Regions from separate parts of the Oryctolagus cuniculus genome. Here region 1 is linked to region 2. The links are chromatin contacts, called in public Micro-C maps. All regions are on one chromosome and are shown on one strand. Each heading gives the region's core, a stretch centred on a gene start, on an enhancer-like site or on the middle of the called end of the contact. The rest is flanking DNA. Distances are from core to core; before and after follow the strand shown.

Region 1 (3,441 bases), core at 264-2,763, 160 kb after region 2:
CGATCCAGCCCCGTCCTTGCCTCCAGCTAAACCTCTATGTCCACCGGTGCAGGAGCTGCACAGGCTGTCCTTGGAGCTCGTGAGGAAGCTGTCTGTGGGCCAAAGAAACTCCCCTGCGGATGTGCAGAGTTAATTCCGACCTGGCCCCCTGAGCCGTCACATATTTCCACTGGGAAGCTTCTCTCAAGGCAGCTTCCTAAAATGTCTTTACCTGCCCTCCCCGTCTCGCTCCAGCTGGTGGGAGGTGGAGAGACTGACCCCAGGGCGTGCATCCCTCTTCCCCAGGTCAGGTATTAAGGCTGCCATTCCCAGGTGAGCTGTGCAGAGCTCAGGAGGCCAGGGCGGGTGAGGCCAACACTGCCAATGGTTGGCCCAGAGGCACTGGCACTTACCCTTCCCCAGGCCTGTGCATTCTGCCTCTCTGACCTCAGGAACACGCTCAGCCCAGAGGCAGGCAGGCCAGGCTTCCCAGGGAGCTGCCGCCCACCACCAGTGACAGATAACAACAGTAAGGTGGACCATGCTGGGCCAGCTCTCCACCACCCCTGGGGGTCCCCACTGGAATGAGAGCCATTGTGCACAAGGGAACGTCTTCATTCCACCTCCTGCACTGGCTGTCCTGTCTTGTCAACCCGCTTCAGCCCCACAGTGGACAGGAAATGCCAGAAGGAATGAGGAAGTGTTGGAGAGATGGCATCTCCGTGAGCCCTAATCAGACTCCAGTGAGTAATTATGCAAGAAGTGGGTGCTGATCCCTGTCCCTGGCTAAGTGGCTGTGTCTGTCTCATCAACCAAGGGTTTACAGGCCCTCTAAGGCCAACCATCAAGGATGGGAACGTTCATTCTTGTTTCTCCAGGACCTCCTGCAGGTGGGGCTTCTGGCAGGGTCCCCATAAATGCTGCTGCTTTTGCCTGAGCTGTGGTATAATGGGTAAGGCCACTGCCTGTGATGCCAGCATCCCAGAGGAGCAACGATTCATGTCCCGGCTGCTCACTTCCGATTCAACTCCCTGCTAGCGGCCTGGGAAAGCAGCAGAAGATGGCCCAAGTGTTGGACCCCTGCACCTGTATAGGAGAACCAGTTGAAACTCCTAGCTTTGAAACTCCAGCCTTAGCTGTTGCAGCCATCTGGGAAGTAAACCAGCAGATGGAAGATCTGTCTCTCCTCTCTCTCTGTAACTATCTTTCAAACATTTTCTTTAAAAATGAATAACTAAATAAAAATAAATGCTCCTTCCAACTCACTCCAGAGAAGCTCAGTTGGAAGGGCTCTTCAAAGAGCACTGAGACAGAACAAGTCTTTTCCATCCATCAGAAGCTATCAAGGATCAACAGTTGGGGCATTGCTACATCCCGTCTTTTTTAGCACTGGAGGAATCAGCTTTAAGTTTAGGGCTCTTGCTCCTGGCTTAAGAGCTGTGAGGAAGAAGTCAAGTGAGAGCAGCCAGGGCTTTGAGGCAGGGGCTCTGCCCTGAACTGGGTATTTCCCTGTGCCTAGAACCAGGAACAGGCTATCTGGAGCTCCTCTCTGCTTGTCTCTGCCAGGCTCACTCTGGACATCGCCCCATCTGGCCATGGCGTGCATTGATTGTCTGTGGCAGGGAACCAAGAGGATATTGAAAAATCCTGGTAGGATATGAGATTTGGAATGAGCTTGAGGAATTCATTTAATCGAATCTTACTTTTAAAATTCCCTAATGAAAAGGAAAAAGAAAAAAAAAAAGAGAGGGAAAAGTTGCTGGCACTTGCAATGAAGGTCGGATCATCAAGTCGGGTGTGTCACCCACAGATGGTACATGGCTGGTCTCCAGGGACTCCTGGTGACTGCCGCTGGCTTCTCAGCATCTGCACACACCGTCTGGGTTAGTAGGCATGGGCTGGACCTGGGAGGAACTGATGAACCACATGTGTCTGAGCCTTTCACTTCCTTGGCGTGACTCAGGCCAGGCAGGCTCACCTCTCCTCCCCAGGATTCGCAGGGCCTCCGGAGATAAGGGGGAGAGGGAGAGCAGACCTGGGTGTGGTGTTGCCTGGGACTGATCCAGTCCCTAGGTTCCTTGGCTGCAGAGTGGCCTGGCCCTGTCGCACAGGTGGTTCCTTTTCATTCTTCGGTAAGTGAAGCCCCAGAGGGGAAAAGGAAGTGGAAGGAGGGGCACAGAGAACTTTGCTCCAGGCCCTCTCTCTCCCTGGGAATTAAATGTTTGCTGCAAAATAAATGCCTTTGGTGGCTTTAAATGTCACCAATGTTATATTCCAGTAGGGACACAGTCTCCACTGGACTCACCCTTGTTTTGACTCCTGCTCCCCCAGGTCCAGCTCTTGAAAGCATGAGTGTCTCTCTGAAGGTGGAGCCCAGAATATGACGCCTGGACAAGTAGAGGGGAACCTCCGGATTAGTCACCAAAGTTCAAAGTTAAATGAGTAACCAAGTGAGAGAGGACATGCAGGCATACATGGTATCTGGGGCCAGGACCAAGGCCTGCAGACAGCCCAGGATACCACTACAGCAACCAAGCTTCTCTCATGGCGATTCAACCAAGTATTTCTCAGGCAAGGGTCCCCATGTGCAGTCTCCTGATCCCCAAACTTATGGCTGATTCCTAACAGGTCTTTATAACAGGTAAAGTTGTTGAAGAAAATGGGATGTAAGGGTGCCAGAGCTATGGGTCCTTGGCAATGGGTCCTTGGGAGGTTTGGGTAATTAGACCTCACCCACCCAGTGTGCTGGGCTTGCCAAAGCCTGTCTTCAGAAATGCTCTTGGCCTTGATTTCATCCTAGCTGTTGAGAGGTTTATTTCTTCAGAGGTCTTTCTCAACTCCTAGGGATCACAAGACAACATGTCTGCCCTCCCCTGTGCAATCAATCCAGAAACATGTGGTCAGCCTTGACCTTGAGAACAGCACAGCAGGGGCTGGAGGGAATCCCAAAGATGCAAGACATTAGGAAGCCACCAGGAGTCTGCACTTTCGTTGGGGAACCAGCACACATAGCAGTGACCGTTAAGTGGGAGTACGTGCTGGCCATCGCACACAAGAGTTAGGGGTACAGGTCCAGAGGTCAGACGGCCCGGCACACAGGCCAGCTCTGCCATTCACAGTAATTGTGACCTTAGGTGAGACACAAGACTGCCCCAGGCCTCAATTTCTCAGTCACAGGCACCCCTTCCCTAAGATTGTAAGGAGTCGTCAGTGAGATCATTGTGCAAAGTACCAGGCACAGGACCTCACCCTCGGGAAGTACTCAACAGCCCCCAGCTCTTGCGATTTTTCTCTAACATGTAAGTCCCTTGAGGAGAGAGCTTGCTTTCCCAGCTCTTTGCTGTTTCCCGCAGGGCCTTTCATACACCGTGCGCCCAAGAGGTCAGGAATGTTCCTTGAGGGAGGGTGCAACGCAAGAAGAGCTCTGATGTGTGGGACAATTTTCTGCATGCAGCGAGAAGC
Region 2 (3,540 bases), core at 725-3,224:
AACTTTTGGATTGCCAGTCCCAAAAATCAGTTTAAGATTTAAAAGCCATGTGCTTTGCAATGTGTACTCAATGGTTTGCTGACTTTCTCCTTGGGTTTCTTTTAGTCTGTGGTACGTAACTGTCCTAGGAATGGGCCGGGCTCCCTCAGGAAGCTGTTAGGATCATCAAGTGTCATGGGATGGGGTGGAAGGGGACCCTCTAGCTAGGCGGGTCTGCTAAAGGCTTCACCAGCTACCCGGTGATTTCCAATTCTGATATTCAGAAAGACTTGAAAAGAAAAGAAAAGAAAAGAAAAGAAAAGAAAAGAAAAGAAAAGAAAAGAATACTATTGACTGCTATTATCTAGTGGAGCTTTTATTCTTAAAATTCAAAGTAGTTGAGATCCAATATAATCAATACAATTAATTTTATCTCAAAACAAAATTTTGCTTTCACTTGTCCATATAACTTTCTAGTTCTCATGATATATAACGTTTCACGTATTTCCAGTGTTCCAAAAAGTGTTTTATAGGTTTACCTAAACTCATGTATAAGAGTTTTTTTTTTTTTTTTTAAAGAAAATGATGGATGGGATGGGTGTGTTTGGCACAGAGGTTAACTTGCTGCTTGGGATACTTGCATCCCATATCAGAGTGCCTAGGTTTGAGTCCTGGCTTCATTTTTTTTTTTTTGGTAAGATTTATTCCATTTATTTGAAAGGCAGAATTACTGAAAGAGGGAGAGAGTGAGAGAAGGAGAGAGAGCGAGAGTAAGAGTTGATATCTTCCATCTTTTGGTTCACTCCCTAAATGGCTGCAACAGCCAGGGCTGGGCCAGGCTAAAGCCAGGAGCCAGGAGCTTCTTCCAGGTCTCCCACGTGGGTGCAAGGGCCCAAGCACTTGGACCATGCTCTGCTGCTTTCCTAGGCACATTAGCAGGGAGCTGGATCAGAAGGGGAGCAGCTGGGACTCAATCTGGCACCTATATGGGACAGCGCTGGAGAAGGAAACAGGTTAGCATACACTGCCCAGCCTCTGAGTACGATGATCTCCTTTTAAATGGTTTTTCTTTCATTTTTGAAGCTTAAACTTACTGCCTGCCTTTTTCAAGCTGGTGCCAGGAAGAGCTGGACATGATTGGTATGCAAATGGTTTAATGCAATAGGAAAAGGCATTTTAGAAACGCAAGCTGACTTTCCGGATGTCTGGGTTCCTTTTTTCCCCCTTCTTTCATAAACTATTTGGTTGGTTCCATTGGAATAAAAAGTAACTAACTGGGGGATAAAAATAACTTCTTTTGTAATTCTGCCTCAACAGACAACAACAATATATTGTGCTTTTTCATGGAAAGATCTAATTTTAGAAAGAATGCAAGAATCCGGCAGCCTGCTGAGTAATAACTGCTTGGCGAGATTGATGCTTACAACAGATCACCACGCTAAAAGCCCTTCTTTAGAAGGTCTGTGAATTGCTTTTTTACGTAACTTGCACGTGTTATTTTGTGACACGGGAAACCTCCTCTAATAGGAAATGAAAAGGTTGTCTGTATAGGGCTTCGGGGATTCCTTTACATCCTGTGCAATGACTCACAGTTTAAATGCACCAGGTTCGGGAGAGGAAGTGTCTTTCATGGTCTTAGAAAAATAAAAACTGTAAACCAGAAACAGAAACAGCAGCCCGCACTCCTCTGTGTGCCCTTGGGCCGAGGGGATGCGCTTTGCATTTGAAGTCCCTGAAACAGTGGACTTCGGGACCAGGATCGCGGGACCCTGGAAGACTGTGAAGACCCTGTCTTTATGCTGCTTGGCTCCGTGACAGTTACCTTTTCTTTTTGCTGTGATTTCCCCCGGATTTAGAACTTTAGTCATCTAGCTCAAGTACAGCCAGAATGTGTTCGCTACTCTGCACTGTTGATGAGGCTGAATGAAATAGAAAGAAGAACTACAACTCTGAACTCTCGGCTCAGAGTCCCAGGGTCCCGCCCTAGTTTAGGTGAACGCCAGGGGGACCGCAGAGGTGACCCCTGAGTTGGGGGGAGGTCGCCCTCAGCTCAGAGCCTCTCTCCTGCTCTGGCTTCGTGATCTGCCAGACGTCTCTTCTGGAAGCCAGTTTTCCCGCTGCCCAGAATCTCAGTGAGGTTTTGACTGAAATAATCTTCCCAACAAAAGTTCAGTGTCAGGCCCTCTCCTTGTTGCGGAAGTGGTGCTGATTGGAATTGGGAAGAGCCTGGTGACCTCTGAAACAAATTGAAAAAAAAAAGGGAAGAAAAACAAGTTTTGAAAGTTAACTCACGATTTCCATAGAAGAAATCACCATTATTCCGACATATGTTGCATACCATTTGTAAATAGAACCAAGGATCTCCCACTCCCAGATCTGGGCAACTAAGCCTTCTCAGATTTGTGGACGTGTGTTATCCTGAATTTCATTCAATGACCTGCTGGTATAATCTGGTTCCTATTTCACCCAGCTGCATTATTTCGAGTGATAATTTCATTAACAACTAAAATAAATTGAAGTTTATAGACATAATTTGATTTGGGCTATATGTTTTATAAAAATAAAAACAAATCTTTAAACCACTCACCCTAAACTTCCAGGTATGAAGGAAGAAAAATTTTGCAAAGTGTGGCCAGATGGGCCAGTTCAGTTTACCTAGGGTTTGCAAGATTCCAAGACTCAGATCCTGAATGGCTTGGGATCTGGAAGGGTCACAGAAGAAGTCGGGAGAGGGACCTTACAATGAAATCCTTTCATATCTATGTTAGCGAGAGTAAACCTAAATGGAAACGGGAAGCCTTGAGACGGGATTTTCAGTCTTTAGAATGCAGCAACCTTTCTCCAAATAATCACTGCTGTAGATGTGGATGAAAAGCGGTGCATGAGGCATGGAGCAGCACCGAGCCCCGCTCGCCATCTGAGTGGCCTCCTGAGTTCTGGCCCCGTGACTGAACCCTTCCCCGGTGGAATGAATAATCACAGAACAGCAACGTTTCTGAAGGCAGGAATCAGGGACGACGACAGGAGCTTCTGTGCTTTCAAAATAAATTGTAAAATGATGAAGGCAGGTGACCAGCTATAGTCCAAACTGGTTCCCATGGTAGTCAGGGTGACTTTGGCGTGTGAAAAATCAAAGTGATAACGCAGGTGTGAATTTAGGTCTAGAAACTCAAGTGTGCAAGCATAAGCTCAGTCTTTAAGAACACCTTTATGGGGCCGGAGCTGTGGTGCAGCGGGTTGATGCCCTGGCCTGAAGCGCCGGCATCCCATATGGGCGCTGGTTCAAGACCAGGCTGCTCCACTTCCCATCCAGCTCTCTGCTGTCGCCTGGGATAGCAGTGGAAGATGGCCCAAGTCCTTGGGCCCCTGCACCCGCATGGGGGACCTGGAAGAAGCTCCTGGCTCCTGGCTTCAGATCAGTGCAGTACTGGTTGTTGTGGCCAATTGGGGAGTGAACCATTGGATGGAAGACCTCTTTCTCTCTCTCTTTCTCTCTGCCTCTCCTCTGTCTGTGTAACTCTGACTTTCAAGTAAAAAATAAATATATCTTTAAAAAAGAAA

Evidence for each region. A called contact is a pair of places that touch in the nucleus more often than the background predicts.
Region 1: a contact with region 2 is called in a Micro-C map of ear pinna, with 2.3 times the contacts expected there. The contact joins two enhancer-like sites. A contact is called at or near these places in 2 of 6 Hi-C or Micro-C datasets (ear pinna and an unstated tissue).

Annotation. Positions count from the first base shown.
Region 1 is chr7:76,080,303-76,083,743 of mOryCun1.1, forward strand. No RefSeq gene overlaps it. Among named protein-coding and RNA genes, the nearest start is that of F3, 74 kb to the right of the region's middle. Within about 2 kb of position 1,514, at least 1 of the 8 cell types and tissues checked has an H3K27ac peak or open chromatin away from gene starts, as enhancers often do. A contact at or near this core is called in ear pinna, where this site is marked.
Region 2 is chr7:75,916,042-75,919,581 of mOryCun1.1, forward strand. No RefSeq gene overlaps it. Among named protein-coding and RNA genes, the nearest start is that of SLC44A3, 26 kb to the left of the region's middle. Within about 2 kb of position 1,975, at least 1 of the 8 cell types and tissues checked has an H3K27ac peak or open chromatin away from gene starts, as enhancers often do. A contact at or near this core is called in ear pinna, where this site is marked.